6 separate regions of the Mus musculus genome follow, and all the other regions are linked to region 1. Evidence: chromatin contacts called from public Hi-C and HiChIP or PLAC-seq data. All regions are on one chromosome and are shown on one strand. Each heading gives the region's core, a stretch centred on a gene start, on an enhancer-like site or on the middle of the called end of the contact. The rest is flanking DNA. Distances are from core to core; before and after follow the strand shown. Region 1 overlaps Rere (arginine glutamic acid dipeptide (RE) repeats). Region 2 overlaps Rere (arginine glutamic acid dipeptide (RE) repeats). Region 3 overlaps Rere (arginine glutamic acid dipeptide (RE) repeats). Region 4 overlaps Rere (arginine glutamic acid dipeptide (RE) repeats). Region 5 overlaps Rere (arginine glutamic acid dipeptide (RE) repeats). Region 6 overlaps Rere (arginine glutamic acid dipeptide (RE) repeats).

The links. Hi-C and Micro-C count contacts between places; a contact is called where the count stands out from the background. HiChIP or PLAC-seq counts read pairs in DNA pulled down with a chosen protein or histone mark.
Region 2: an H3K4me3 HiChIP or PLAC-seq map of bone marrow-derived macrophages shows a contact between it and region 1, with 5 times the contacts expected there. The contact joins two enhancer-like sites. A contact is called at or near these places in 1 of 15 datasets of contacts at CTCF or cohesin (large pre-B cells), 6 of 115 datasets of contacts at active chromatin or transcription factors (bone marrow-derived macrophages, differentiating embryonic stem cells, embryonic basal ganglia and 2 more) and 1 of 9 other capture datasets (embryonic stem cells).
Region 3: a contact with region 1 is called in an H3K4me3 HiChIP or PLAC-seq map of bone marrow-derived macrophages, with 5 times the contacts expected there. The contact joins two enhancer-like sites. A contact is called at or near these places in 1 of 39 promoter capture datasets (embryonic stem cells), 1 of 15 datasets of contacts at CTCF or cohesin (pro-B cells), 36 of 484 Hi-C or Micro-C datasets (B cells, the C2C12 cell line, the CH12 cell line and 22 more), 18 of 115 datasets of contacts at active chromatin or transcription factors (the 230-238 cell line, the HPC-7 cell line, astrocytes and 12 more) and 4 of 9 other capture datasets (adipose tissue, embryonic stem cells, liver and 1 more).
Region 4: a contact with region 1 is called in an H3K27ac HiChIP or PLAC-seq map of microglia, with 7 times the contacts expected there. The contact joins two enhancer-like sites. A contact is called at or near these places in 1 of 15 datasets of contacts at CTCF or cohesin (large pre-B cells), 11 of 484 Hi-C or Micro-C datasets (CD8 T cells, the G1E-ER4 cell line, the MC3T3-E1 cell line and 7 more), 11 of 115 datasets of contacts at active chromatin or transcription factors (the HPC-7 cell line, T-cell acute lymphoblastic leukemia, acute myeloid leukemia and 7 more) and 2 of 9 other capture datasets (adipose tissue and embryonic stem cells).
Region 5: a contact with region 1 is called in a Hi-C map of peritoneal macrophages, with 4 times the contacts expected there. The contact joins two enhancer-like sites. A contact is called at or near these places in 6 of 39 promoter capture datasets (the C10 cell line, hippocampal neurons, liver and 2 more), 1 of 15 datasets of contacts at CTCF or cohesin (pro-B cells), 23 of 484 Hi-C or Micro-C datasets (B cells, the C10 cell line, the G1E-ER4 cell line and 16 more), 18 of 115 datasets of contacts at active chromatin or transcription factors (bone marrow-derived macrophages, cardiomyocytes, embryonic basal ganglia and 11 more) and 4 of 9 other capture datasets (adipose tissue, embryonic stem cells, liver and 1 more).
Region 6: an H3K4me3 HiChIP or PLAC-seq map of bone marrow-derived macrophages shows a contact between it and region 1, with 2.6 times the contacts expected there. The contact joins two enhancer-like sites. A contact is called at or near these places in 7 of 39 promoter capture datasets (the C10 cell line, cranial neural crest, hippocampal neurons and 3 more), 1 of 15 datasets of contacts at CTCF or cohesin (large pre-B cells), 7 of 484 Hi-C or Micro-C datasets (the HL-1 cell line, bone marrow-derived macrophages, cerebral cortex and 3 more), 19 of 115 datasets of contacts at active chromatin or transcription factors (the HPC-7 cell line, acute myeloid leukemia, bone marrow-derived macrophages and 12 more) and 4 of 9 other capture datasets (adipose tissue, embryonic stem cells, liver and 1 more).

Annotation. Positions count from the first base shown.
Region 1 is chr4:150,348,493-150,352,874 of GRCm38.p6, forward strand. All of the region lies in intron 1 of Rere (arginine glutamic acid dipeptide (RE) repeats), which reads left to right. Among named protein-coding and RNA genes, the nearest start is that of Rere, 69 kb to the left of the region's middle. Within about 2 kb of position 1,434, at least 33 of the 459 cell types and tissues checked have an H3K27ac peak or open chromatin away from gene starts, as enhancers often do. A contact at or near this core is called in B cells, the G1E-ER4 cell line, the HPC-7 cell line and 7 more, where this site is marked.
Region 2 is chr4:150,502,366-150,506,906 of GRCm38.p6, forward strand. All of the region lies in intron 8 of Rere (arginine glutamic acid dipeptide (RE) repeats), which reads left to right. Among named protein-coding and RNA genes, the nearest start is that of Gm52709, 37 kb to the left of the region's middle. Within about 2 kb of position 2,481, at least 21 of the 459 cell types and tissues checked have an H3K27ac peak or open chromatin away from gene starts, as enhancers often do. A contact at or near this core is called in bone marrow-derived macrophages, where this site is marked.
Region 3 is chr4:150,485,806-150,490,346 of GRCm38.p6, forward strand. The region is part of intron 7 of Rere (arginine glutamic acid dipeptide (RE) repeats); the gene reads left to right. Among named protein-coding and RNA genes, the nearest start is that of Gm52709, 21 kb to the left of the region's middle. Within about 2 kb of position 2,481, at least 273 of the 459 cell types and tissues checked have an H3K27ac peak or open chromatin away from gene starts, as enhancers often do. A contact at or near this core is called in B cells, the HPC-7 cell line, bone marrow-derived macrophages and 3 more, where this site is marked.
Region 4 is chr4:150,591,823-150,596,034 of GRCm38.p6, forward strand. All of the region lies in intron 12 of Rere (arginine glutamic acid dipeptide (RE) repeats), which reads left to right. Among named protein-coding and RNA genes, the nearest start is that of Slc45a1, 58 kb to the right of the region's middle. Within about 2 kb of position 2,864, at least 75 of the 459 cell types and tissues checked have an H3K27ac peak or open chromatin away from gene starts, as enhancers often do. A contact at or near this core is called in the G1E-ER4 cell line, the HPC-7 cell line, acute myeloid leukemia and 2 more, where this site is marked.
Region 5 is chr4:150,554,326-150,558,925 of GRCm38.p6, forward strand. All of the region lies in intron 11 of Rere (arginine glutamic acid dipeptide (RE) repeats), which reads left to right. Among named protein-coding and RNA genes, the nearest start is that of Gm52709, 89 kb to the left of the region's middle. Within about 2 kb of position 2,271, at least 225 of the 459 cell types and tissues checked have an H3K27ac peak or open chromatin away from gene starts, as enhancers often do. A contact at or near this core is called in B cells, the G1E-ER4 cell line, bone marrow-derived macrophages and 4 more, where this site is marked.
Region 6 is chr4:150,574,203-150,578,861 of GRCm38.p6, forward strand. All of the region lies in intron 12 of Rere (arginine glutamic acid dipeptide (RE) repeats), which reads left to right. Among named protein-coding and RNA genes, the nearest start is that of Slc45a1, 76 kb to the right of the region's middle. Within about 2 kb of position 2,264, at least 37 of the 459 cell types and tissues checked have an H3K27ac peak or open chromatin away from gene starts, as enhancers often do. A contact at or near this core is called in bone marrow-derived macrophages, where this site is marked.

The DNA.
Region 1 (4,382 bases), core at 184-2,683:
TCTGTCTGGAAAGAACTGTTTTCAAGTCTAAATGAGCCTTTAAAAATTATTATATACATTTATTTATTTAGAAAATACACATAAACACAGAGAGAGAGAGAGAGAGAGAGAGAGAGGATGATTTGTTTTTTTTCCTTAAAAAAAATGGTTGTAACTCTTTTAGGTCAAAGCTCTGTTCAGTCTAATAACAAGCCTAACCACAGGTAGAAAATGATGGCAGTCAAAAGACAGCTGGTGGGAGTCAATTCTCTCCTTATCCCATGTGTCCCAAGGGATCTACCTTAGGTCATCAGGTTTGGTGGCAAGTGCATTTACCATCATTCCAGCCTCTAAATGAGTTTTTGTCTGTGTGTGTGTGTGTGTGTGTGTGTGTGTGTATGCAGCATGTATATGGAGGCCGGAAGAGAGTGTTGCCTCCCTTGCAGCTGTTGTTGCAGGCTCTTGTGATCTGCCTTGACATAGGTGCTTAGAACCAAATTTAGGTCTTTTAGAAGAGCAGAAATTACTTTAATCAGTGGCCCAGCTCTCTAGCCCCATATGCTTTAGTTTTTTGTGATAGAATTTTACATAGCTCTGGCTGGCTTTGAACTCTTGATTCTTCTGTCTCGATTCTCTTACGTGCTGGGATTGTTGACTTGTGCCATCAGGACTGGCTAAAACAAAGCTATTCAGTTGCATTTATTAGCTGTATCGAATTCCAGTTTATCACTCTTGCTGGGAAGCCTGCCTGTTAAAGCACACTAATATCTGCAGATTCCTGTACAAGCACAGGCAGGGCAGATGAGCAGACTGAGAGGCCGCTTAGGGGCTCCACAGGGAGCTCAGCTGAGTGCCTGTGCCCCTGCCTGTCACCCAGTCCCTGTGGTTAAATTAAATTGTTGTTGGACCTATAACAGGTACAGCCATTTCTTTGGAAAGAAACCGATTAAGAGTTCAAATGATAATCCTATGTGGGGCTGGTGTTACGAGCTCTGGCTGCTCTTCTGAAGGACCCACATGGCAGCTCACAAGTGTCTGAGGCTCCAGTTCCAGTGGACTTGTCACCTTCACACAGACACACATGCAGGCAAGGAATAATAATAATAATAATAATAATAATAATAATAATAATAATAATAATAATAACAACCCAGTAAATTTTGTTTTAAAACGGCCATCCTGTGCATTAGCTTTGGTTATGGGCATTAGCTCACAGCTTCCGGACGCTGTCCAGGTCAGCCCGCTTCTGGTCTTTTCCCACACCGTAAGCACAGGAAGCACATAAGGTAACTGTCCGTTACTCCTCCTCCTCCTCCTCCTCCTCCTCCTCCTCCTCCTCCTCCTCCTCCTCCTCCTCCCTCTCCACACTTCCTCCTCTCTTGGTGAGGGCCTCATGCCCCTTGACCCTTCTCTATTCACTTTTTCTTAGAAGGGGTGAAAAGGGAAGTTGATTGAAGGCTTTTACAGAAAGGAAGTTGAGTAGTCATTATATAATGTCTACAAATAGAAAGCCTTTCATGAAAGGGACATAGAGTAAATATTTTGGGCTTTGCTGGCTCTGTTGTATACATTCCACTTTCCAATTCCACGCTGCCTCTTTGTTTTTCATGAGAGGATTTCTCTGTATAACAGCACTGGGTGTCCTAGAACTCACTTTGTAGTCTAGATTGGCCTCAGACTCATAGAGATGCCTTGCCCCTGCCTCCTGAGTGCTGGGATTAAAGGTGTGTGCCACCACTGCCTAGCCACCTTCCCCTGCCCTCTTTTATTTTTAAAGATTTAATTTATTTTATATGTTTTAGTGTTTTGCCTGGATGTATCTGTACCATGTGCATGCCTGAGGAGATTAGAAGAGGGTAGCAGATTCCCTGGAACTGGTATTAACGATGGTTGTAAGCTACCTTGTGGGGTGCTCAGAATCAAATAGAGGTCCTCTGTAAGAGTTGTAAGTGCTCTTAATGGCTTAGCCATCTCTCAAGCCTCCTTTAACCTTGTCTATGACATACAAAAGTTGACATAAGCAAATAAGTAAATGAACAGACACGAACATTTTCAATAAAAATTTACCTATGAACATTGACATTTGAATTTTCTGTGCCATAAAATATTTTTTCCTTTTTAAATTCACGCTCACAATTATTTGTATATAGAGAAACCATCATAGCCCACCGTCTACTTCTGTACAGCCTATATAAACTATGATGGTTTCTGTATTTACCCAGAAGTGACAACTTCAGCTTATGCATATAAATTGGGTTGCTTTTGTTACCATAAAGAATGAATGTACTTGTTAGTATAATAGATGATTTTTTTTTTTTTTTTATTGTGTGCTGCTCAGGATCAAATACAGGGCCTTTTGACTGCTTGACCCGTGCCCTGCCACTGAGTGTATCTCCAATTAAGAACAGTTTCTGATGGTAACTTTTCGGTTCACAGGTAGAATACTTGGTGGTAACAAGATTAAAACTCGTTTTCCGAGGCTTGGGAAGATTGCTTAGTGGATAAGAGCACTGCCTGCTCGTCTAGGTTCTGTTCCCTGAGCCCACACGATGCTTTACATCATGGTAACTTAAGTTGTATAGGACCTAATGTCTTCTGGCCTTCACAGGCACCAGGCATGAAGTAATCACTCATACATACTACAAAATAAAATAATAAAAGATGAACAAATATAGTTAGTAAAATATAAAGCTACTTTTCTGTGTCAGACTGGCACTTTGGCCGAGGCTTAGAGCAGACTCTTTGGAACAAGTTGAGGAGCCCATTGCAGCTCTGCAGGGTGATTTGCCATCAGCACATCGTTGCCGGGAAGATGGGCTCCAGGCTGGAAACAAAACATGATTCTCTTTCAGGATGTTCTGTTATGTTGGTTTGTGTAGTGTAGTAATAGAAGTCTCCCAGAACTGGAAAGCAGGTTGTCTCAAATTTTTATGTGTTCTCAGAAATAAAGCCTTTTTATTTGAAAGAGCCAAACTGTCCTTTATAGGAAGAGTGACTTTTCTTCCTGGGTTTCATCTTAAACCACAGCCTACTCTTTAGACTTTGTTGGCACCAAGTGCTTCATGGCAGCCGCCTTGCTTTACTTAAGAGTAGGCAGTTACTTTATTTAAATAACGGTTACTTCTGTTGATCCTGGCTATGACAAAAACCAGTTCCTCCAGTATAGTCTGGGTTAATGGAGCTTTAAGTCATTTGGCTATGAAAGTAGTTTAATCAAAGTGAACTCTTATTTAGTAGTATCATGAAACATACTTAATGGAGTGGTGGAGGAGGAGGCAGAAACTGGTTGGTACTTAAAGCTCCCCCAAGCCCCTTTAGATTCACTCTTCCTCAACTTGAAAGCTCACTCACCTCCTTAGGTTGTTTCTGTGCTGTCCTTAGGCGCGAGAACACAGAGTCCGTGTAATTTATGCGGAGCTGCAGGCAGTACCACTGCTGCCTTCTTCTGGGGAAAATCCCTTTCAGGCCCTGAATTGTTCATTCATTGTTATTGCTAACCCAAGGCTAAGGTTGCTAGGTTTTCTTCTTCTGAGTTGTCTTTTTGTAGTTTTATTTGCTGTTCTCCTCCGTTTTGATAATGGATAGCTTAATTTGATCATTAGGATAATTTAATGTAGTGTTTTCAGGATTTGATGGCCCTAAGTGCAGATCAACATTCCTTACTTAGCACCCTGCCTTTTATCTAATGAAAACTCTAGTTGGCTTGTGATAGGTAGGTAAAGGGTCAAAGATGGAAGCCTCTATTGACTGATAATTTGAGTTATTATGCCAGATAGCCTTTTGTTTTGGCATGCAGGGCCAATTTAAATCCTGGTTGTGCGGTTAGGTAGCTGCATCGACCAGAGGTGGTTTAACACCATTGCCTCTTTGTTTGCTCACTGACACATGGATATAATGCGAGTATTCACCTAGAGGAGTATGGTTCTATATGTAAAATTCTTTAAGAATTTATTTATTATTTGTGTGTATATACAAGTGCCTTCTCCATGATTTTATGTGTATTGTGTGTGTGCAGGTGCCAGCATATACTAGAAATGTCAGATCCCTGGAACTTGATATACAGGTTATGTGCTAGCTGCCATATAGGTGGTGGGTGCCAATCCAGGGCCTCTGCAAGAACAGCACATACTTTTAATCAATGAGCCATCTCTCAAGCCCCTATATGTGAAGCTCTTAGATAGCAATATTTTCTTTTTCTTTTTTCTTTTGTTTTGTTGTTGTTTTTTTGTTTTGTTTTTGTTTTACAAGACAGGATTTCTCTGTGTAGCCCTGGCTGTCCTGGAACTCACTCTGTAGACCAGGCTGGCCTCAAACTCAGAGATCCACCTGCCTGTGCCTCCTGAGTGCTGGGATTAAGTCATTTGGCTAGTCATGTGTGCCACCATGCCCGGCTAGCAATATTT
Region 2 (4,541 bases), core at 1,231-3,730, 150 kb after region 1:
ATGAGGTGCCTGAAGTGGGTTCTGGGAACCAAACTTGAGCCCCTTGTTTGATTTTAGGCGGTGGATAGCTTATCAATATGTAGCCTAGATGGACTCTGCCTTCTGAGTGCTGAAACTACAGGCATGTACTATTGTACTAGACATCATCTTTGGGTTGTGTTTTTTTTTCTATTTACAGTTATCATGCATGCGTGCGTGCGTACCTGTGTGTGTGCATGTACATGCATGCATGCCTGTGAACATCAGAGGACAACTTGGAGGAGCAGATTTTTTTTTCTTGTACTGCACAGGTCCCAAGGATCAAACTAGGTTGTCCTACTTGGCAACAGGTCTCTACTCTGCAGCTGTGATATAAATCCAGGACCCAGTTCTTGCTTGTCACACTTTCTCTCTTCTCTTCCCCCTGTGCTATACTTTCTACACATTTTCTCTTCCACAGTCTGTTTCCAGGGTTGCAGGATCTACATACTAGACTTTGACTTAAGATTTATTTACTACCCTGACAGAAACGGTGATTTCTAGGGTAGGATGTGCCTAAAACCAGAATGAAGCAAACTTGTTTGACTTGGGTTTGTGCACTTTCATTTAAGTAAAATGCACATTCATTATCAGATCTGAAAAAAAAAATTTATTTTAAAGAAAAGTTTTGGAGTACCAAAATCAGATTACCTTCTGTCTTAATTAGGGTCTTACTGTTGTGAACAGACACCATGACCAAGGCAACTCTTATACGGACAACATTTAAGTGGGACTGGCTTATAGGTTCAGAGGTTCAGTCCATTATCACCAAGGCAGGCACATGGCAACATCCGAGCAGGCATAGAGCAGGAGAAGCTGAGAGTTCTCCATCTTCATCTGAAGGCTGCTAGCAGAATACTGGCTTCCAGGCAGCTAGGATGAGGGTCTTAAAGCCCACACCCACAGTGCCACACCTACTCCAACAGGGCCACACCTTCTAATAGTGCCATTCCCTGGGCTAAGCATATACAAACCATCACACCTTCTTAAAGTTTTTAGCATTTTTCTAGGGTAGATGATAACATATACAAAAGTGGGACCATAAGACAATCTTCCACAGTGTTACTGAGCTTTGCAGAGTTAGCAAGACTTGTTTCGTCTGTTCTCCCTCAGGCTGCTTCCTATGTTTGATCATTGAAATGCATCACAAATCCAGTATTTTAATTACAAATAGTGCAATGATAAAGAAGTCTTCTTATAAAAGACAATTATTATATTTTACGCCAAATCAAATCAGTAATATCTTGGGGTTGAGAGCTACTTGCCATTTGACTGGCAAATTGGCTGGAGCCTGGAGACCTAGTAATCCTGCCCTACATGGTGGAAGGAGAGAACTGACTTCTGCATGCAACCTGTGGGGCATTGCCACCCTCACCGACACAAGAATAAATCAGTTTAACTAAAAACAAACACACACACACACACAATACTCGCCCTGTAAACATGGGAACCAGAGTTCATTAGAACCCATAAAACTGTCAAGTCAGTGTGCTGTTCTACCTGTGACCTCCTGCAGGAGAGTAGCTCAGTCATAATGGCAAGCTCTGGTGTGATTGAGAGACCCTGTCTCAATCAATAAAATCAAAGAGCAATTGAGTATGATTTCCTATATCAACCTTAGGCATCTCTGCCTGTTCTCCAACAAACACACATGCAATCAAATGCAATCAAATGCATACCTATAGATGCGCATCACGTGTGCAAAAGACAGTGAAACAGTCATTTCTTCTTAAAAATATTTGCTTTCAATGTAGAGTTATATGTGTATACTTCTGTCTTTGGGGACTCATGTATGGGAGTATAATTGCCCCAGGAGATCAGAAGAGGACATTGAATTCCTCTGGATCTTGAGTTATAGTTAATTGTGGACTGCCTGGTGTGGGTGCACAATTATATATAAGGGGTGAGGGAATGCCCCTGGGAAATTATGCTAAGCAACAGATCTGATGTAAATGGACTCTACTGGGGGGTAAGGGAGAAGAGTAAGGGCCTAGAGAAGGGATAGAGGCTGGGAAGTGGACATAAAGATAGGCGACAGGTACAGGTCAGGGTAAAGCCATGAGGGCAGAGAAGAGGCGGGAGTGGTGCAGAGAAGGACAAAAAAGAGAGAGAGTGAGAATGCTGGGTGACTGACGCCCAGTGTAGTCAGGACTCTTAACTGCAGAGCCATCTCTCCAGCCCACGGACCTCGTTTCTTATCATTAAAAGCCATTTCCATTTCTTTTGCTTTGTACCATCCGGTTATATTTCTAGTCCCACTCTCCCCGGGGTCGGTTGTGTTCCCCAACTATAGTACTTTCTAACTAATTTAATGTCCTTTTATAGGCAGCCCATACCTGGTGTACTTGGTGGCAGCAGGTAGATCCCTGGGAGGAGCCTAGTGGAATCTCCTGTAAGCCAACATTGGTAACTGAACTCTGTCCTCTGCAAGAACAATACTTGACTGTTAACTGCTGAACCACCCCAGGAACCCCAAATGAGTCATCTTCAACATCTTCCCACTTCTCCCTCCCTCGTTCCCCTTTCCCTGTAATTCTGCTTTTATGTATGTGTAAAACTAGATATGTAAATTCATTTTGACGCTTATAATTTAAATTTAAAACTTTAAACATGAGCCAGGCGTGGTGGCACACACCTTTTTAATCCCAGCACTTGGGAGGCAGAGGCAGGTGGATCTCCTAAAAGAAAAGACAGAATGGATGAGAAAGGAGCTCTGAGCCGGGCATGGTGGCGCACACCTTTAATCCCAGTACTTGGGAGGCAGAGGCAGGCGGATTTCTGAGTTCCAGGCCAGCCTGGTCTACAAAGTGAGTTCCAGGACAGCCAGGGCTATACAGAGAAACCCTGAGGGCTGTGTAGGTAAATTAATGTTTTAGCATTACTTGAAACAGTTCCCCAGCAGAACAGTTGAGCCTGTTCCTACGTGCTGCTCGTCGGCTTTAGAGACTTTATGATGTTCTTCTTCCCACTGTTAGTCTCCTCCTTTTATGTCAATGGTAGATAATACTCACTCACTAGGCTTCCTTCCTTTTGTTGCCTTCAGAGCTGGTCTGTCCTCCAGGTTTAAGCCCCTTCCTTTTCCACCCTGCATAAGATAGAGCATGTCTGAGCTGCCTGCCCTGTTTTGAGTAGTGCTGCAGTGAATGGCCTGTGCATATCAAGGTCACAATGTCGTTAAAAAGGGGCCTGTAGACTTCCTGATGGCATTCCCCTCCCTAGTCTTTGTGATAGAGGAGAGTAGAGTCTGCTGTTAACCTGCGCTCCTTGTTTGGACTTCCTTTCTTCCTTCCTTCCTTCCTTCCTTCCTTCCTTCCTTCCTTCCTTCCTTCCTTCCTTCCTTCCTCCCTCCCTCCCTCCCTCCCTCCCTCCCTTTAATTTTTAATGATTTATTTATTTATGTATATGAGTACACTGTAACTGTCTTCAGACATACCAGAAGAAGGTATCCAGCCAGAAGAGGGGCTCCAGGAATCTAACCTGGGTGCTCAGGCTTGGGTGGCATCGAGTACCTGAACCTCCAGCCCAGTGGGTTGTTTTTTTTTTTTTTTTTAAAGATTTATTTTTATTTATATCAGTACACTGCAGCTGTCTTCAGACACATACTAGAAGAGGGCATCGGATCCCATTACAGATGGTTGTGAGCCACCATGTGGTTGCTGAGAATTGAACTCAGAACCTCTGGAAGAGCAGTCAGTGCTCTCTTTTCTTTTCTTTTCTTTTCTTTTCTTTTCTTTTCTTTTCTTTTCTTTTCTTTTCTTTTCTTTTCCTTTCTTTTCTTTTCTTTTCTTTTCTTTTTTGGTTTTTCGAGACAGGGTTTCTCTGTGTAGCCCTGGCTGTCCTGGAGCTCACTTTGTAGACCAGGCTGGCCTCGAACTCAGAGATCTGCCTGCCTCTGCCTCCCAAATACTGGGATTAAAGGCGTGTGCCACCACGCCCAGTGTAGTCAGGACTCTTAACTGCAGAGCCATCTCTCCAGCCCATGGACCTTGTTTCTTATCATTAAAAGCCATTTCCATTTCTTTTGCTTTGTACCATCCGGTTATATTTCTAGTCTCACTCTCCCCAGGGTCGGTTGTGTTCCCCAACTATAGTACTTTCTAACTAATTTAATAAAGTAAAGAGCCATTATTATATTGATACAGGACCTGCTTATGCAAAGCCCAGTCATAGGTGGTACCTATGACCTTCTATATAGGTACCCGTCCTGTTCTCATCTTAACACAGTGTCTCACTATATATTAAGTAAGATTAATTTTGACATCTGTAATTGATGGGGCAGAGAAACTACAGAGCTAGACCACTCAGTGGGCAGAAAGGAAGACTGATTAGGGATCAAACTGCCAAGGCTATGTGGGGGTAGGGTGCAGAGAGAAAAGCAAAGTGGTAGAAAAGCTGACAGATTTTATACAACGGAGTGAGAATCGGAGCTGGTACAAGTTGTGTGGATTGATCCAGAATTCAAGGTGCCTTTGCAGAGGTAGCTGAGTTGGGAAAGGTTAAGTTAAAGGAGACTCCAGGGGATT
Region 3 (4,541 bases), core at 1,231-3,730, 140 kb after region 1:
TCCGTGCCAGTGTGAGCAAGTGTGGGGAGAAGCAGTGTCCGTGCCAGTGTGAGCAAGTGTGGGAAGAAGCAGTGTCCAGTGCCAGTGTGAGCAAGTGTGGGGAGAAGCAGTGTCCAGTGCCAGTGTGAGCAAGTGTGGAGAGAAGCAGTGTCCAGTGCCAGTGTGAGCAAGTGTGGAGAGAAGCAGTGTCCAGTGCCAGTGTGAGCAAGTGTGGAGAGAAGCAGTGTCCAGTGCCAGTGTGAGCAAGTGTGGAGAGAAGCAGTGTCCAGTGCCAGTGTGAGCAAGTGTGGGGAGAAGCAGTGTCCAGTGCCAGTGTGAGCAAGTGTGGAGAGAAGCAGTGTCCAGTGCCAGTGTGAGCAAGTGTGGGGAGAAGCAGTGCTGAGCTGTCCAGGGCGCAGCTCTCTGGAGAGCCAGCCCCACTTGGAGCTGTTGTTTTGTTTTTCAAAATGCAGATGAGCTGGAAGAAAGAGGAAGTAGGTAGCCTGCTTGCCTTCTCCCTCAGGGGAGCTGTCACAAGCTGCCTGTCTTAGCCAACAACAAAATGTCAGAAAAACACACACAGGGGACGATCTGCCAGTCACCTGTTTACCTCTTGAGGAGGAACAAGCCAGGATCCCTCCTGGGGTCAGAAGAAGACACTTGGGTTGCATGCCATCATTGTCACCCAGGGCAGCTAATGAGACCCAAACAATAATTTTGAAAATAAGATTTTCTTGAGTTGGAGTAACTTTTTATGTAATAGTAACTTTTTCCTGTGTGTAGCTATTAAGTTCTTTCCCGTCGTAACGAGTTAGCCTCTTGTATGTGAAAGAGTTTCTTTGATGCCCGGCTCCATTTCAGCAGCTCTGCGCTGTCTAAGCGCAGCAGCAGGTCTAAGGAAATGCTCTTCCGCCCCGTCGCCCTGTTTTCATGTGTTGGGACAAAGGGAAACTATTTCAGATAAATCTGCTTATGTGTTCTCTCTCTGAACTTAGGAAATTTTACATTTTTGAGAGAGCCTCTGAACTTTGGGTGTCCTACCTCCTTGAATTCGAGGGTTGCCTGGCACATGTGGTCCTCAGGATCAAACCCAGGGCTTCATGCATGTTGGGCAAGCACTCTTATAACTGAGTCTCACCTTCAGCCCTGTGACTGAGGTGTGCTGTATTTCTGCAGAAAATGTGTAGATTCCTCAGCTTAGAACTCATGTTGTCTCACAGGATGAACAGGGCTCTGCACATGGTACCGAGCACCATGTCCTGCTCTAAGAATCTGTAAGAACTCATGTTCTTGGAAAAGATTTTCGTTTTTTGACTCCATTCCATTTCTGAGAAACAGTTGGTCCTGTCCTTTTTTCCAATCTTTTATGTTTTGAGGGAATTTTGTGATGTTTCTTTAAGTTATAACTGAGTGGTGTAAAGATCATTTAGTTTGCAGGCGGGAGTAACCTGCGTACCTGCTATTTCATAATGATAAACAGTGCTTTGTGGGAGGCGAACGCTGGATGGGTAGACAGGCTTGTTCTGCAGGGTTTTACCAGGGCCTCTCTTGGCTGCTCTGTGGGCAGGGTGACTGAGTACTTTGGTCCTCAGTATTGCTGTAGTGAGATGGACTTGTTACATGGCTTTAGAAATCTTTCAAAATGAGTTTTAATAGATTTAGGTTTATAGATAGTGTTGTGCGAGAATGAATCAGGGCACTTGAAATGTTTTGTTTGTTTGTTTGGTTGGTTGGTTGGTTGGTTGGTTAGTTGTTTTTTTGTTTTGTTTTGTTTTTCCAAGTATGCTGAGGTGTTTATAGTGGATGGTCTTTAGGCATTTGGGGGGAGGGGCATATGCATGCACGTTCACTTAACTGAGGGGGGGTTAGTGTCAGCCAACCATTATGGTTCATGCTAGGTTAGTGCTCTGCTGCTGAGGTTATTTCCCCCCCCCCCCCCCATCCTTGATCTGAACCTTGTTGCTGTTTTTATTGTTTCAGTTCATTCTTGGAGACCTGGCTGGGCTCATATTAATTACCTTAGAGGATGCTGTAATTTAATCACTTGGAGATTTGGGGGTTCTTTTTGCATGAAGTATGGCATTCCTTGTGTGCTGTATTAGTGCTGTCTCCATTGTGGCCATACCTATGTGGCTAGCTTGCTTGTTTGGTCTTTTTGTCAAGTGCGTTTTCAAAAAGACATGTGTTTAGTTGCTTCTCCTAAGCACTGCTGCTGTTTCTGCGCTTAATTTCAGGTGCAGTTATTTGTACCTGTTTTCCTCGTTCTTGTTCTTTGTTGAAAACATGGTTATTTAAAAACCTGACTTACTTAAAAAATAGAAAAGACAAAAGAAAACTTGCTGTTGTCTCCTGAGGACGGACGCTTCTGGCTTGGCTTGTGGAGTTCCCTGGTGTTGGCTGTCTGGAATCCCCTTTCTAAGGCCCCACTTCCCTGCACACTAGCTTGGTGTGCTCGGAGAAGCTGCAGAGTCTGTTGGCTGGTCTTTATTTACGGAAACAGCAGGGTTGAGATTGATTGCGTTGTGGAGAGACAGTGTGTGGATGAGGGAGGGTCACAGCACATGCTCAGTCCTGTCAGAGTGAGGGAAGTTTCAGCGTTCTGCGTGAAGGCTTAGGTCATAGCACAAGCTCAGTGAGAGAGAGCTCTGTGAGGTCTCAGCCTGCATGGGCCTCCATTTTGAGTACTTAGAGTAGAAAAGGGCAGAGTTTTAGCAGTAAGTAGAGGTGCAGGGATCCAGCTAGACTCACGAGAGCCCGTGTTAGTCATGGATGATCCATTCAGCCCCTGCAGGTAGGCGATCTTCCCCTGGCCTTTCGAAGACATTGGCTTTGCTGCTCAAGCTCCTTCTGAAGATGTTTATGAATCATCTTGCCATTCATAGTGCATGTGCCTAAAGCCTTTGATTCTGCCAGCTGGCCATGCAGAGGTGGCATTGCGAAGCATAAAATCAGAGCTGTGCATGGGGTCTACCAGGAGATGAATTAAGCAAATGTACAGTGTGAAGCTTTGTGAGTCTCTATCCATGTCTCTACCCCTTTCCTTCACCTCTTCCTCTCTTCCGTGTGATTATAGCCTGGGTTTGCCCAGTGCATTTTGTAGAGCTTGTCTGTCTTAAAGACCTGCAGAGCAGACCTGCAGACTGCCTCATTAGCCATGTGCCTTGTGGTGATCGCTGGGCCACAGGATGGATCTGTTTGGCTGTTTTAGGAAGGGTGGTAGGTGGGCAACTATTGGTTGCTTTGAAGGTGGGTGGAACTTGTTTTGATTGAGAGCCTGTTCGCTAGAGCAAATTATAATTCTTGTGAGGTGACACATGAGGGGGATAGCTGTGGATGACGATTGCAACTGTATCATCTTAGTGTGTTTTCAAAGGGAACTGTCATATCACATCAGCTTCTCTTCTGTTCTTTCTGAAGGAGCAAAGCCTTCTTTTTGGAGTTTGTGGCAATTCTCTTTCCAGCTTGGAGAGGCTATAAACATTGACATCTATGTTAAAATTGAGATTCACATACTTTTCTTTATTCTTGTATGTTAGTTTTTGCTGTGGTGTATGTGTATTTTGTGTGATTTTTTTGCATTGAGTAGGAGGAGAGTGGAAATGGAAAGGGTTTGCTGCCAAAGAAGGCAGAGGTGTGGACAAGGTCACGTTTGGTACCTGTGGCTTGATGTCTGACCATGAAGTAGCCCTCTCTACCCAGGTGAAGCTGTTTTGTTTTGTTTGTTTTTACCTCTTGTTTGCAGAGAGAGCCCAGGTAGGGGCTGTGACTATGGTTTACTAGGGAGCCAATCAGGATTAGCAGATTTTGTGCAGTGGAATTCTTACTCAGACAGGGAATTAGAGAAATTTGGGATTGCCTTGCTGCCTGTCATTTCCTCTCCCCTTTAGGGTTGGGAACAATTTAGACATAAGTCAGGTTTTGTGCAGTTGTAAGGACTATAGAAAACACTACAAGATAGAAGAATGTGATTCATCTTCTAGGGGACAGGAAAGTTCACTGTGTATTGACTCTAAGGAAGAAGACTCATAAGGTCTTAGCTGGAGACAGGGATCTTGTCTGAAGAGGCCTCTGATTGGGCCAGGGTTTAGCAGTGCTGACATTTAAAATATTCCTAAAGCATTAAATTTGTATGCTTAATTGTAGAATTTGAACTAAAGAAACGCTATGTAGAGAAGTAAGGTGGTGCTAGGGTCTTAGTTGATATTTCTGTGTTTGATTCCCATTCCTGTGAGGGTCACTTTCTTTTATGACTGTGCACTTCTGAACATTATGTTTGGAAGTTTGGGGTTAATACCCAGTGTTTCCCACAGTGTATAATAGTGCTTCTGGAAGCAGACCATATGCCTGAACATTTGGGAGAATGCTGACTTGTGGTTGTGGTTGGAAGGACCTTACTTCCTCCTCCTCTTTAGTTTGAACGTTCAGAGTCTCGGTCCACCTGCTTGGCTGACTGGCTGCTCGGCTTGCACGGCGTTGTGGTACAGCCACCTGCTTTGATGGAAGATTTGGAGTTCCTGGCTCTGCTTTGTGGTGACCTCTGGGTTTCCGAGTTGATTTTACAT
Region 4 (4,212 bases), core at 1,614-4,113, 240 kb after region 1:
GGCTGGAAGCGTCCCTGCCTGTCTGGGATGCAGAGTGAGTTCTAGACCAGCCTGAGCTGTAGGCTGTCTCAAAATAAAACATTTTGAATGGACTGGGGTTCGGCTCAGTGGGAACATTTGTTTGAATCCTTTGTAACACACACACATTCCCCACCCCCACCACTCTCAAATTTTTTTTCAGCTAGCTGAAAGATTGGGGAAAATATTCATAGGAAGCAAAACTTTGACTTGACTTTGCATTCCAGTTCATATCCTTCAGAATAGCCAGCTGCATGCGTTTGTGGGATATTTTATGTTCTTTTGCACGTTACTATAAAAGTGGTATCTGCCTGCACTGATCCCTGGCCACACTGGGTGAGTCTTCCTCAGGTCAGTGGGAGCTTTGGTTTATCCTTCCGCAGCAGTTAGGGGACTTGGGAAGCCTGGACTAATACAGACAGATAAGGCCAAGTGGGAGGTGTCAGGAGCCCTGTCTGAGTCTTTCTGCTCCCGCCTAGGCATACACCGCCACACACACACACACACACACACACACACACGCCTCATATACAGTACAGGGTTTGGTACCTCAGTCAGGAGCTTTGTTTCTGAAATGGAGCTTCCCTATGTTGTCTGGTATGGTTTTGAAGTCCTGAGTCAAGCAAACCTCCTGCCTTAGCCTCTTAAGCAACAGGGGCAATAGGTGCATGCCATTGTGCCTGCCTTTCCAGGCTGATTTGTTGTTGTTTGGAGAATATTTGTTTGCTTGTTTTAATGTGTATAGATGTTTTCCCTGTATATATGCCTGTACCCTTTGTGTGTCCAAGAAGGCCAGAAGAGGATGTTGTGCCCTTAGAACTGGAGTGAAAACAGACAGTAATGAGCTGCCATGTAGGCACTGGGAATTGAACCCAGGCAGCTTCATTTTTAATGTTCTACTGAACATAGTGCTGTCATTTTCTATGAAACGGACACTCTGGCTGTGACCCCTGAGCTGGTGTTCCTTATCGCCTGTGTGTGCCGTTTGTTTGCATGGCTCACAGTGCTGTTCGTGAGTGGCTAAAACTCACTGAAGGTATCTCATCAATTTTGCCGTTCTCCAGACAGACGACCCAGTTGATGAAACATTTCACTGCAGCCTTGGAGCAGCTATGTGTTTGCCTGTCCAACCTTAAATGCATGCCTGACTCTTTAGTGCAGAGGTCTCTATTGTAGACAGACTCCGTACCATTGTCAGTAGCCATAATTTTAGGGATATAATTAAAGTTACCAAGTGGAACAGTAGAGATAAAGGCATGTGGTTTGTTGATAGGAAAGTCAAATGTTACATCCTGGGCTAATTATTAGACAATTAATTGTCTTAAGCATGATGGCTGAGACAGGAAAAGGGTTTTGTGTATCTTGTTAGATCTGGTTAGTATGGGTGAGCGCTAAGTAGAAATTAGAGTTTTTGCTTTTTTTTTTTTTTGTGTGTGTGTGTGTGTTCTGCTTGCATATAAGTCTGTACTATATGCATGCAGTGCCCATGGAGGCCAGAAGACAGTATCAGATCTCCTAGATAGAAAATTGTGAGATGCTAAGTGGTGTGTGTGGATGCTGGGACCTGAACTTAGGTTTTCTGGAAGAAAAGCCTGTGCTCTTAAATACTGAGCCATCTCTTTGATCCTTAAAAAGATAATTTAAAAGAATTATTATTCCAGCCTCTGGGGAGACCGGAAGTTGCAGGGTCTGAAGTTAGGGAACTCTGAAGAACCACTCTCTTTAGAAAGGAGATGGTCTAAAGGTACAGCTTAGTGGTAGAGCACATGCTTAGCATGTGAAGGCCCTAAACTCAGCTGCAGCACAAAGAGCAAATGTGTGAAATGGAAGGGAGTCCGGCCCTGTGTTGGAACTCAGGCTGCCCTAAAGCCAGCCTCCTAGCCCTGACCTCTGTCCCCTGCACCAAACCATTCTAACTGTGGTCAAGGAAACCAGGAATAACTCTTGACTTTTCTATTACATTTTGTTGGGTTTTATATCTTACAAAATTGTATATGGGTATTATGCCTTTTTTTTTTAACTTTAAAAAAATATGACATTCTGTAAGACAACGTGTGGTTTTAGGTTGTTTATTTAAGAGATGAGTTAGCATATTCTTCTTACTACCCATTCATTTTGTAACTATTTACTAAATAGCTACAGCATTACATAATTGTAATGCAGTGGTAGTAGGTGTGGCTATGCTCAGTGCTTCAAAAAACCAGGAAGTGCAGGGGAGGAAATGGTAGTTTGTCTTTGGTTTTATGGGGTTTTGGTAGGTTTTTTTTGTTTTGTTTTGTTTTTTGTTTGTTTGTTACTGGTTTGTTTTTTTGTTTTGTTTTTTGTTTTTTGAATAAAGCCCGTGTTCTCTAGTTACAGATGTCAGGTCTGTGACAGAGACAGTGTAAGTGACAGTGTGTGAAGCCAGGCCCTACTGGGCAGATTAGGAACCCTGCTCAGGTTCCACTCACATACTCCATGTAGCCTTGAACTCCAGATTTTATTATCTGCACCCACCAGGGACTGGGATTTGAAGCATGTGCCTGACATGACAGGACACTGGGAATTTCAAACAGAAAATGTAAGGGACACAGTATGGAAACTGTAATAGGCTGGGTTATAATGCCCGAGAGCAGTGGCTCTCAGCCTTCCTACTGCCCTTTGATACAGTTCCTCATTTTGTGATGACCCCTCCCCCACCATAAAATTATTTTTGTTTCTGTTTTGGAATTATAATTTTGCTACTGCTATATGTCATAATGTAAATATCTGTGGTTGAGAAAGAGTCATTCGACCTCCAGAGGGGTCACAACCCACAGGTTGAGAGCAGCAGCTCTAGAGTATCCCACATGACCACAAGAAATACTCATAGTTTGCCAATAGAAGTGTGTGTGCGTGTGTGTATGTGTAACTTTGGTGGTGGCTCACCCCTTTAATCCTGACACTTGGGAGGCAGAGGCAGGCGGATTTCTGAGTTCTAGGCCAGCCTGGTCTATAAAGTGAGTTCCAAGACAGCCAGGGCTATACAGAGAAACCCTGTCTCCAAAAAAAAAAAAAAAAGTAAAAAATAAAAATAAAAGGAAAGAAAAGAAAAGAAAAGTAGTTACAGGATGTTGCAAGTCCCCCAACATCAGTGTCCAGTCAACATCAGTGATAGTTCTTCACCGAACTTGCCCCAGAAACCCCTAGTAGCCAGCTGTAGACTGGTAGCTGTGTTTCTTGTTTTTGTTCTTAATCCTACTAAAACTCTGTTAATGTACATATCCTTCCTTTTTCTTATTTTGTGTGTGTGTGTGTGTGTGTGTGTGTGTGTGTGTGTGTGTGTGTGTGTTGGCTAGAGTCAAGCCCAGTACTTACTTGGTGAAGTCTGTGCCACTGCACTATATCCATCAAGAATTGACCCTCAGTTCTTCTGCTGATGAAATCAGAATGGAAGCAGGGTGGGCGGGGCAGCAGAGAGGCTGCTGGTGTGCATGGGCCTGCTAGTTCCTAGTGAGATGCTGAGCTGGGAGCTGGGCGTTTAGACTGTGTCCTTCCCAGGCACCATCACTAGCCCTGAGCTTTTTTTTAAAAACAAGTCTCACTGTGTAGCCCCAGCTGTCCTAGAACTAGCTATATAGATCAGGGTGGCCTCGAATAATGGCCTTACTCTATGGCTGTATGCGGTGCCTGTGGTTTGAGGTGAGTAAGAACAGAGGAAGAAAGTATATTTAAAGTTCATACTTCCCAGGTGAACTTAGTTCTGAATTTCTGGTCCTTTTGTTTGTTTGGGGTTTTTGATTTGTTTTAACTTTTGAGACAATGTTTCTGTGTATAGTACTGGCTGTCAACCACACCAATAAAGAAAGGCATCAATGTTGACCTCCGCTGACTGTGCAAGCAAGGGCCTCAGAGAGAGTTTAGAAGAGCAAGAAAAGGCACAGCCAGGGAAGCCTAGTGTTCTGTTACCAGATCATGGAAGGAAATTCTGGCTCAAGGTAGTTTTTTAATAGGTTAATGAGTGTAAATGAAAAACTATCATTTGCAGCAGAAGGTGCTGGTCTGAGCTGTGTTGAGTCTTGTTTGTCCATACTGGCTGAGATTCTGGCCTATAGTGTTAGCATTAGTTGTATGATGTGCTGACGTTCTTCCTGTGTATGCAGAATGGGCCTCATTGCGTCCTGCTCACAGCAGAACTGTCTGAGGCTTTGGAGACCTGTGTTTCAGTTGTACAGC
Region 5 (4,600 bases), core at 1,021-3,520, 210 kb after region 1:
GTTTTTTTTTTTTATCATGAGGATGTCATTTCCAATGTACAAATGTTGACATTTAAAATAAAATGGGTGTCTAGAGAACTCCTCGGTGGTTAAGAGTACTTAATGTCTTACAGGGGACCCTGGTTTAGTTCCCAGCACCAAATGGTGGCTCACAATGTCTGTTAGCTCCAGTCTAGGAGTTCCTATGCTCTCTATGCCTCCAGAAGTCCCAGGAACATGGTGCGCAGACATAAGGCAAACTAAAACTCATCCATCATACACATTCCCAAGTGCGTGTCATCGCTGCCTGGTGAATGCGGTGGACTTTCTAAAAATTAGCTCTTAGATGAACATTAGCATGAGGTGATGTTCTGCTCATTCCCGTTTGTCAGTTATTTGTAGATGTCAGTGCCAGGAAGCCATGCTTACGTGAATAAACAGATGGAAATTAAGGGTTGCCAGCACCACTGATTTACCTGAGTTCCTTCCATAATAATGCCCAAAGTATGATCTGTTGTTGGGTTCTGTTTTCAGTTGCCTAACAAATGGTATTTCATCAAAACTTCAATTAGGTTGAAAACAGAATTAAAAAGTATCTAAAGCCGGGTGTGGTGGCACACGCACACCTTTAATCCCAGCACTCGGGAGGCAGAGGCAAGTGGATTTCTGAGTTCGAGGCCAGCCTGGTCTACAGAGTGAGTTCCAGGACAGCCAGGGCTACACAGAGAAACCCTGTCCCAGAAAACAACAACAACAACAAAAAGTATCCAACTTAGCCCTGGGGCCTTGAATTGTGCTCTATGCAGTGCCCTGAGAGCACCAAAGCTTCCTCCTAAGAGAAGAGGGGAGGGAAGAAAGCCGGAGGTGGTGAAGCACACTCTAATCTCAGGAGCAGAGGCCAGTGGATCTCTAGGAGTTCAAGCCAGATTGAGTTCCAGGAAAGCCAAGGCTACACAGAGAAACCCTGTCTCAATAATAAAAACAGACAACAACAGAAACAAATAAATAGAGATGAGAAGGAAAGGTAGATACCGGCCCTCTCTGACAGATGAATCCTACGAAAGCTGAGGGTTTGGAAATGGATTCCCTAAGAACTATTTGAATCATCAGTCTGGTCCCCAGGAGAGTCCTGGAGACCTGGTAGGATATGGGTTGGTAGTATAAAGAGAGGGTCATCCTGGGCGCCCAAGCATGAACTGGCTGACATTGCTTTGATAGAATACTTCTGCCCTTGTACTCTGAAGCCCATGTTGTGAGCTCACACTGAAAAAAAATGCACACCACCACCTCTTCCCTATAGCAGACCCTCAGGTAGTTTTGCTCTTTATTGTTAATGTAGCACACACACCACTCCAGCACACCTTTTAAAATGTTCAGGTGCCGGGCGTGGTGGCGCACGCCTTTAATCCCAGTACTTAGGAGGCAGAGGCAGGCAGATTTCTGAGTTTGAGGCCAGCTTGGTCTACAAAGTGAGTTCCAGGACACCCAAGGCTACACAGAGAAACCCTGTCTAGAAAAATCAAAAAAGAAAAAAAAGGAAAAAATGTTTAGGTGGAGCTGGAGAAATGTCTTGCTGGTAAGACTTGGCCACTCTCAAGAGGCCCTGGCTTCAGTTCCCAGTACCCACATTGCTGTGGACAGGAGCCTGTAAGTCTAGTTCTAAGGTATATGACACCATCTTCTGGCCTTCTCAGGGACTGCACAAATGCAGTGCACTACATACATGCAGGCAAACACTTAATATACATAAAAATAAACTTTAAAAATGTTTTAGTGATGGAATTTCATTATCACTGGCTCCCTCTGAAGTCCCATGTATTTAGGCAAACACAAACTGTTTTTTAGGAGACTTAGGTTGGCCAGAATGACAAAGTATCTATGGCATAAAACAGATTAAGAATTGCCCCTTGTTTCTGGAACATTCAAGATGTCAGGTTCAATGCCATGGCCTCAGAGTTGGTACTTATTATACCTGTGGGCGCCGTGTGTGCTGGCTTAGGACACAGACCCTAGGGGCTGCGCATGCTTCCTTAGACTCTTGTGTCTCAAACTGGTCAAATCAACATTATCCTAAGAATAGAATGCATTCTGATAATCCAGGTCACAGTTAAGCATTTGGGAGTCCAGTTGGAACCACCAGCACGTGTGGCTTCCAGGAGGTCCTTGATCAACCCTGAAGAGGAAGGACACTCTTGTTGTCTCTAAGCCACAGTGAACAGTTGAAGAGTTTCTTGGTTTTTATCAAGCAGTTGTGACTTCCCCTGTAACGTAGTTGTCTGGGTTGTTCCTTTAACGTCCTCCTCCATCAGTCGCTGTTCTCCTTCCGGTGCTTCTCTGGCTGCTGATTTCCTCTGCGCACCAGGTCCCCTGACTTGAAATGACAAGGCCGCATTTAGCTCAGGTTTCTCAAACGCTGCGACTTCATCTCGTTTACAGTATCACATTTCTGTTGCAGTACACTGTGTGATCTGGGCCTCCCCACAGCATTTTAACAATTGGTAATTGGGCAGGAAGTATGTTTTTATTACAGGGGCCTTTTGATTTTGATTTTACAGTCATGTCGTGTTTAGCAGAGAGCAGGAGGTGGGCAAGTAGTGCTCTGAAACACATTTGTGACAGAGAGAAGTCTGTTGTTTCAGCCACTTGGCTATCTGTCAGCTCTTCTCAGACTTCCCCCTTGTGCTGGTTGCCTGGCAACCTGGGGCTGGAGCAATCAAACCGTGGCCAGTGCTTTTCCAAGCCCAGATTGGGAGATGATTTATTGGTGAAACTGTAAGCACCGTAAACCAAGCCTTAGAAATGGATCTCTCTTCCCCTCCCCCTCTCGGTTTATAGGAACGACGTTGCGAAAAGATAAAAGAAGGAAGTTAATTGGAGGATTTTTATCACACATACACACAGAAAAGAATAAAATTAGGTCCTTGTTGTGTCCACATATTGTTATTGGAACTTCTTCCTTTATTGCTTTCTTTTTTTTCTCTCTCCTTTTTTTTTTTTTTTTCCTTCGAGACAGGGTTTCTCTGTGTAGCCCTGGCTGTCCTGGAACTCACTCTGTAGACCAGGCTGGCCTGGAACTCAGAAATCTGCCTGCCTCTGCCTCCCAAGTGCTGGGTTTAAAGGTGTGCACCACCACTGCCCAGCTGGTGGGTCTCTTTCAAGCGTGTGCACAGTATGTGTCTGTGTGAGCACAGTATGTGTCTGTGTGAGCACAATATGTGTCTGTGTGAGCACAATATGTGTCTGTGTGAGCACAATATGTGTCTGTGTGAGCCTATTATAGAAGACAGGGCTTCTGATTGTTCTTTCTGAACACGCCCAGGCTCCCCACTTTCTGCTTCTGCCCATGCTGCCTTTTCTCCCATCCCCCACATTACCTCCACTTTTCTTTTTTGAGATAATCTTTCAGTGTAGCTAGCCTAGCCTTGAACAGCTGTCTTGCCTTCACCAGCAAAATGCCAGAAGTAATGGGTGCCCCCTGCTCCTAACTAAAGTCACTCTAGCAAGATGGATTTTCCTGCCAAAATGAAACTCCACAGCTCTTATGACAGTATCTCCTTCCTAACCTCAGATACCTTCTCCAACAAACAAGTGCAGGGAACCATGTTCTGCATCAGAAGGGAGGAGGGGGCAGAAAAGTCTCAGCTTGCAGCTCAGTGTGTCCAACTGTGAATGCAAATGCATTAGTAGTGTGTTTGTATCCCTTTTAAGCAGATAGAGCTGATCTGTTTGTGTGTGTGATTTACACACAGCTGTGTTCATGTTCCCTCAGTATCAATATTTTTAGCAAAAGTGAGGTATCATGGGAGCACTGTTGTTCTGAACAGAAACCAGCAGGGCAGCCTTGTGATTGGCTCATACCAGCTTTCTATCTAGAAGCCTCCCTTTAGGGACTTGCCTGAGTGTGATAGCCATCATTCACGGGGGCAGAGTGAGCAAACACAGTGCCTGTGGTGGGTAGGAGACAGTGACTGCTGGTTGACAGGAAGCTTACTGGTGACTGAGGTCTGCCTTTGATGGAAGTGCTTCTTAGCTCCACTGGACTGCATTTCTTAAAAAGACATTGACTTTCCTTCCCTTTGGGCTCATAATCTTGTTTTGTTTTGTTTTTAAAGATTTATTTATTTATTTATTATATGTAAGTACACTGTACCTGTCTTCAGACACTCCAGAAGAGGGAGTCAAATCTCGTTACGGATGGTTGTGGGCCACCATGTGGTTGCTGGGATTTGAACTCCGGACCTTTGGAAGAGCAGTCGGGTGCTCTTACCCACTGAGCCATCTCACCAGCCCTCATAATCTTGTTTTATGGGTTTTTTTTCTTCTTTGAGTAGGATCTCACTACGTAGCCCTGGATGGTCTGGAATGTACCATGTACACCAGACAGACTGGCTTTGAACTTACAGAGATCAGCCTGCCTCTGCCTCTCCAGTTCTGGGGCTAAAGATGTGAACTACCATGCCCAGCTGGTTTTCTTTGCTTTGGTCGGTGATATCTTAGCTGAACTCAGTGAGGAACTCAGGCTAATATCATATAAAGGGAAAATAAAGTCCCTACCAGGGATTACAGTGAGCCTGTGGTGCCTTTTCCTGATCTGGGAAGTCAGGAGACGTCTCAGTGGCTT
Region 6 (4,659 bases), core at 1,014-3,513, 230 kb after region 1:
GCAAGTGTTCTTAATCTGTAAGCCACTTCTTGAGCCTCAAAATATTTTACACACACACACACACACACACACCTACCACGTCTATAGGAGGGTTTTTTTGTTTTGGGTTTTTTTGTTTTTTTTGTCTGTTTAGTTGGTTGGTTTTGGTTTTATTGGGGGGGGGTTGTTTTGTTTGAGACACATTTCTCATTTCTCTGTGTAACTCTGACTGTCCTGGAACTCACTCTGTAGATCAGACTGGCCTCAAGCTAACCAAGATCCTACTGACTGCTGGGATTAAATATATGTGCCACCACTGCCTAACTAATAAAGATAATTTTTTTAAAAATGCTTTAAAGAAAAAAAAAATGAAAAGGCTAAAGTACTGTTTAACTGTTGCTGCAATGGACTGCTGTTGTCTCTGCCACTCATGCTGTGGGCTTCAGGCAGGTTACTGGACACTTTTGTTTTTTGATTCCTGTGAAACCATGTGATAACTCCAAGTTCTTAGACCATGAGTGAAAATTTAAATGAGGTGATATCTATAAAGAGTATATAAAAATATTTTCCCAATCTATTATATTCTGTTGAAAACAAGTCTTTGTGTGCACATATGTGTGCTTGCTAGGGATCAGACCCTGGTCGTCATCATGCTAGAAAAGTGTTTCCCGCTGAGCTCTGCACCGTTGCCGCCACACCATGCACACAGTGGTTCTGCTCTGGAGCTGTTCTCCCCGTCACCTGTCCTTGCTCTTGAGTTACTCGGGAAAGGTGGAGGAGAGCCTACAGGAGTCCCTGGGTGGGAGCAGGTCTCCTTACCTTTGGAGGCTCCTGTAGGAGTCCCATTCCTCCCATTCACTACAGGCCTTTATGTCTGATAAAAGTGCCTGTGCAACGGACATCAGCTTTCCTAACACTTGGTTTCTGGAGTTTGTTATACAGGGGCTAGGTCTGGCTTTCCTCTGAATGCTGCTGCCCACTGAAGTGGGAATAGTGGCTGTGATTAGGAAAACCAACTGTTTATAGAGGGTTAGTTGAGTGGGTATTACGTGTTAACCTCATGGCACCCGAGAGAATAACAAGTCAGATCCTTTTAGAATTACATCTGTGCAGATACCCAGTTCTTCCTTCCTTTTTCCCCATTTGCCTTTCTTTAACATATGTATAAAATATGGTTAGTAGATTAAAATACTAGGAGTGAGCAGTGTCTCAGAATGATTGAGGCTGCCCACTGCAGATCTCTCAACTGTTTACACAGAGGTCTGGGTGTTAGTGCATCGATGTAAACACTGCCAAGTGTCCTGCACTTCTGAGAAGACAGGGCTAGCTCCTCTCCCAGATGTTCTGGAATTTGCTGTCCTCCAAGCCAGGTCTCTCATTCTAAGTGCTGTCACTCTGCTGTTGGGTAGATGAGTTACATGGCCCCTGACCTTGTATGTTAAAAATAAACAGGCCTAATAGACTTAGATCCTGATCACCCACAGGGAACCTATCTTATAATACAGATCCCAAAATAACTCATTTCTCACATACATGGCCATTTCTTATAAAATCTCAGGATGACTATACTCAAAACATAAGGATGGTCTCTCTTCATCTTGCAAACATGGCTGCTTTATATGAATGGAAGAGTGGCTCCTGGGAGATTGTCCTCTGAAGGCTTTGTGTACAGCTCTGTCTGCTGTTGCCAGCAGTGGAATGTGGACAGGAGCACCACCCTCACCGATAGGGAGCAGTGGCTCCTGCTCAGATGCAGTGCAGATTAGCAAGAAGACAGTTTGATTTGGCCCAGCTCTGTAGGAGAGAGGAGCCTGTGGGGAGGGAAGGCACGAAAGCACTTGTCCTGGACATCTTAGCTGCCCTTCTCTTAGTTTCCAACAACTACCTCAGGAAAGATTGTACTCTGGTTATTTGTAAGTGCAGGTGGTCGTGTCCGAGTGTTCTCATCAGATCGCATTCTCACTCCAGTCTCGGTGCCATGGGTGAAGAAGGCAAAGAGGAGACAGTTGTGAAACAGAACCATGAGGGATGAGCTTGTGCTCTGCAGGTTGCGTTTCAATGCAGGCGGATCTGGCTCGCATCGCAGGCTTTGGGTTTCCCAGAGAAGGTACAGTTAGTCTTTATTAAGTTTTTGTGATGGGGTGGGAAATTTTGGAGTTTTAATATGCTAGATAGCAGGGAAATCAGTCATGTTTCTGGGGGCAAATTCTATAGATGATTTGCAGACTAGCTCTGTGAGAACTACATCTCTAGGCAGAATGACCTGTGTCAGCATGTTCTCCCAGATGGAAGAATGAGTCATCAAAGTTCTGTTAGCATTAAGAGATTAAGAATTACTCCAGTGTTCAGCATGAAGTTTTATTTAATTTCCGATATAACCTTAGGTAAACAATGCTTAATCTTACATAAGAAAGCGTGGGCTTGTAGTCTGGGTTGCTACTCTGAGAACAGGCAGCTGTAGGACAGCTACGGAGTAACACTGAGGAGTTCTCTGCTCTTCACTGTGTCCCTCCAGTGCAGGTACTGACTGTCTTAATTGCTCACAACACAGTGGGCAGTGCAGGCTCTCGGGTTCCTTGTCCCTGCCTGTTGAGCCAAGATGGCTATTTTGTTGTTAAAATGGAGGTTTAAGTAAAATTGAGGTTGTTCAGTAATGTTTGGGAACTACTTACACAGCCTCAAAATCCTAACACTCCAAGGTATATTCTATTCTATTCTTTTCTCACATTTATGTATGCATGTGAATGCCTGCATGCATCTCTGTGCACTATGTGTAGGCAGTGATGGTAGAGGTCAAAAGAGGGAGTCAGAGCCTCTGGGACTGGAATTACTTGGAGGTGTGAGCCACCTTGCAGGTGCTGGAAATTAAACTTGAATCTTCCAGAAGAGCGGCCAGTGCTTATAATTACTGAATCTTTTATTGTTGTTGTTGTTTTGAGATAAGTTTCTCTGTGTAAAACTAGCTGTCTTGACACTTTCTCTGTAGTAGACAAGGCTTGCATTTGAATTTGAGTAACAGATGGTTGTGAGCAGCCTTTTGGATCTGGGTATTGAATCTTGGGTCCTCTAGAAGAAGAGCAGCCAGTGCTTTTAACCACTGAAAGACCTCTTTGACCCAATCATAGAACTAATCAATCAATTAATTCCTTTCCAAGATTTAGTTAGTTAGTTTATATGAGTACACTGTTGCTGTCTTCAAACACTTAAGAAGAAGCCATCGGGTCCCATTACAGATGGTTGTGAGCCACCATGTGGTTGCTGGGAATTGAACTCAGGACATTCAGAAGAGCAGTCAGTGCTCTTACCCACTGAGCCATTTCTCCAGCCCCATAGAGTTTCTTAATATAAAGCTTCCCCCCCCCCCCTCCAACTCTCACTCCATTTTCTTTTCTTAGAAGTACAGTTGTGGTCTGGAAAGATGGCTGGTGGTCAAAACCTCTTGATGCCCTTCAAGAGGACCTAATTTCAGTGCCTAGCACCCATGTGGGGCAGCTCACAACCACCTATAACTCTGGCTCAAAGGTCTGACTTCTTATGGTCTCTGAAGGTGCTCCGGAACACACAAGTAAAATTAAGTACGGAAAGAGAAAGAAACCCAGTTGTAACACCTTATTTTATATTTTAAAGATCTTATTCACTAGGTGGTGGTGGTATACACCTTTAATCCTAGCACTTTAGGAGACAGATGTCTGTCTCAAAGACTAAAACACAAACAAACAAAAATCTTCAAATGTAGCTTTCTTTACTGGCACAGCCAGCCTGGGAAGAAATGTGAGTAGATGTGAGGGATTAGTCAGCAGGCAAAATGGAGAGCATTTAAGCTCTGACCACTGTACTCTGCACAGCTCATCTCTAGGTGCTGCCTGATGTCTCCCAGCAAGTGTGCTGTGGTGCTGAGGGCTGTCTGCCTCAATGTAGTCACAGCCTGGGGCTGTTTGTTATTTGAGTTTTTGTTTTTGTTTGGTTGAGTCAGGGTTTTTATAGCAGAGACTGGCCTTGAACTAGAGATTGTCTTGCTTCTGGAGTCCTGGGATTGCAGGTGTAGGGCGCCATGCCAGCAGGCACTGTTTTAACTAAAGTAATCTAAGAGGGTGTGGCTGTTTCCCTTGTGTGAATGCAGCAGGTGTGTGATTTTCATGGAGGAAACTTGGTGCCAGTGTTGGAAAGAAAAGGCGGGTTTTTTAAAGCTGAGGTCTTCGCCCTTTGCTGTTTATAGTGTGTGTCCTACACCTGCTTGTGAAGTTATCCTACACGTGCAAACTGACAACTGACACCAGAGTGCTTTATCTTTATGCAGTGCATTGTTTGTAGAAACTATGTTTATAATGGGCTTTAAAAAAAAAAAAGAAAAGAAAAGATTGAGGTCTGGAGAGATGGCTCAGTGGTTAAGAGCACTGACTGCTTTTCAGAAGGTCCTGACTTCAAATCCCAGCGACCATATGGTGGCTCATAACCATCTGTAATGAGATCTGACACCCTCTTCTGGTGTGTCTGAAGACAGCTGCAGTGTACTTATATATAATAATAAATAAATTTTTAGGCCAGAGCGAGCGGGGTTGATCAGAACGAGTAAAGGTCCTAAATTCAATTCCCAACAACCAGATGAAGGCTCATAACCATCTTCAGCTACAGTGCACTCACACACATTAAATAAATAAATAAATAGGTTTTTAAAAGATT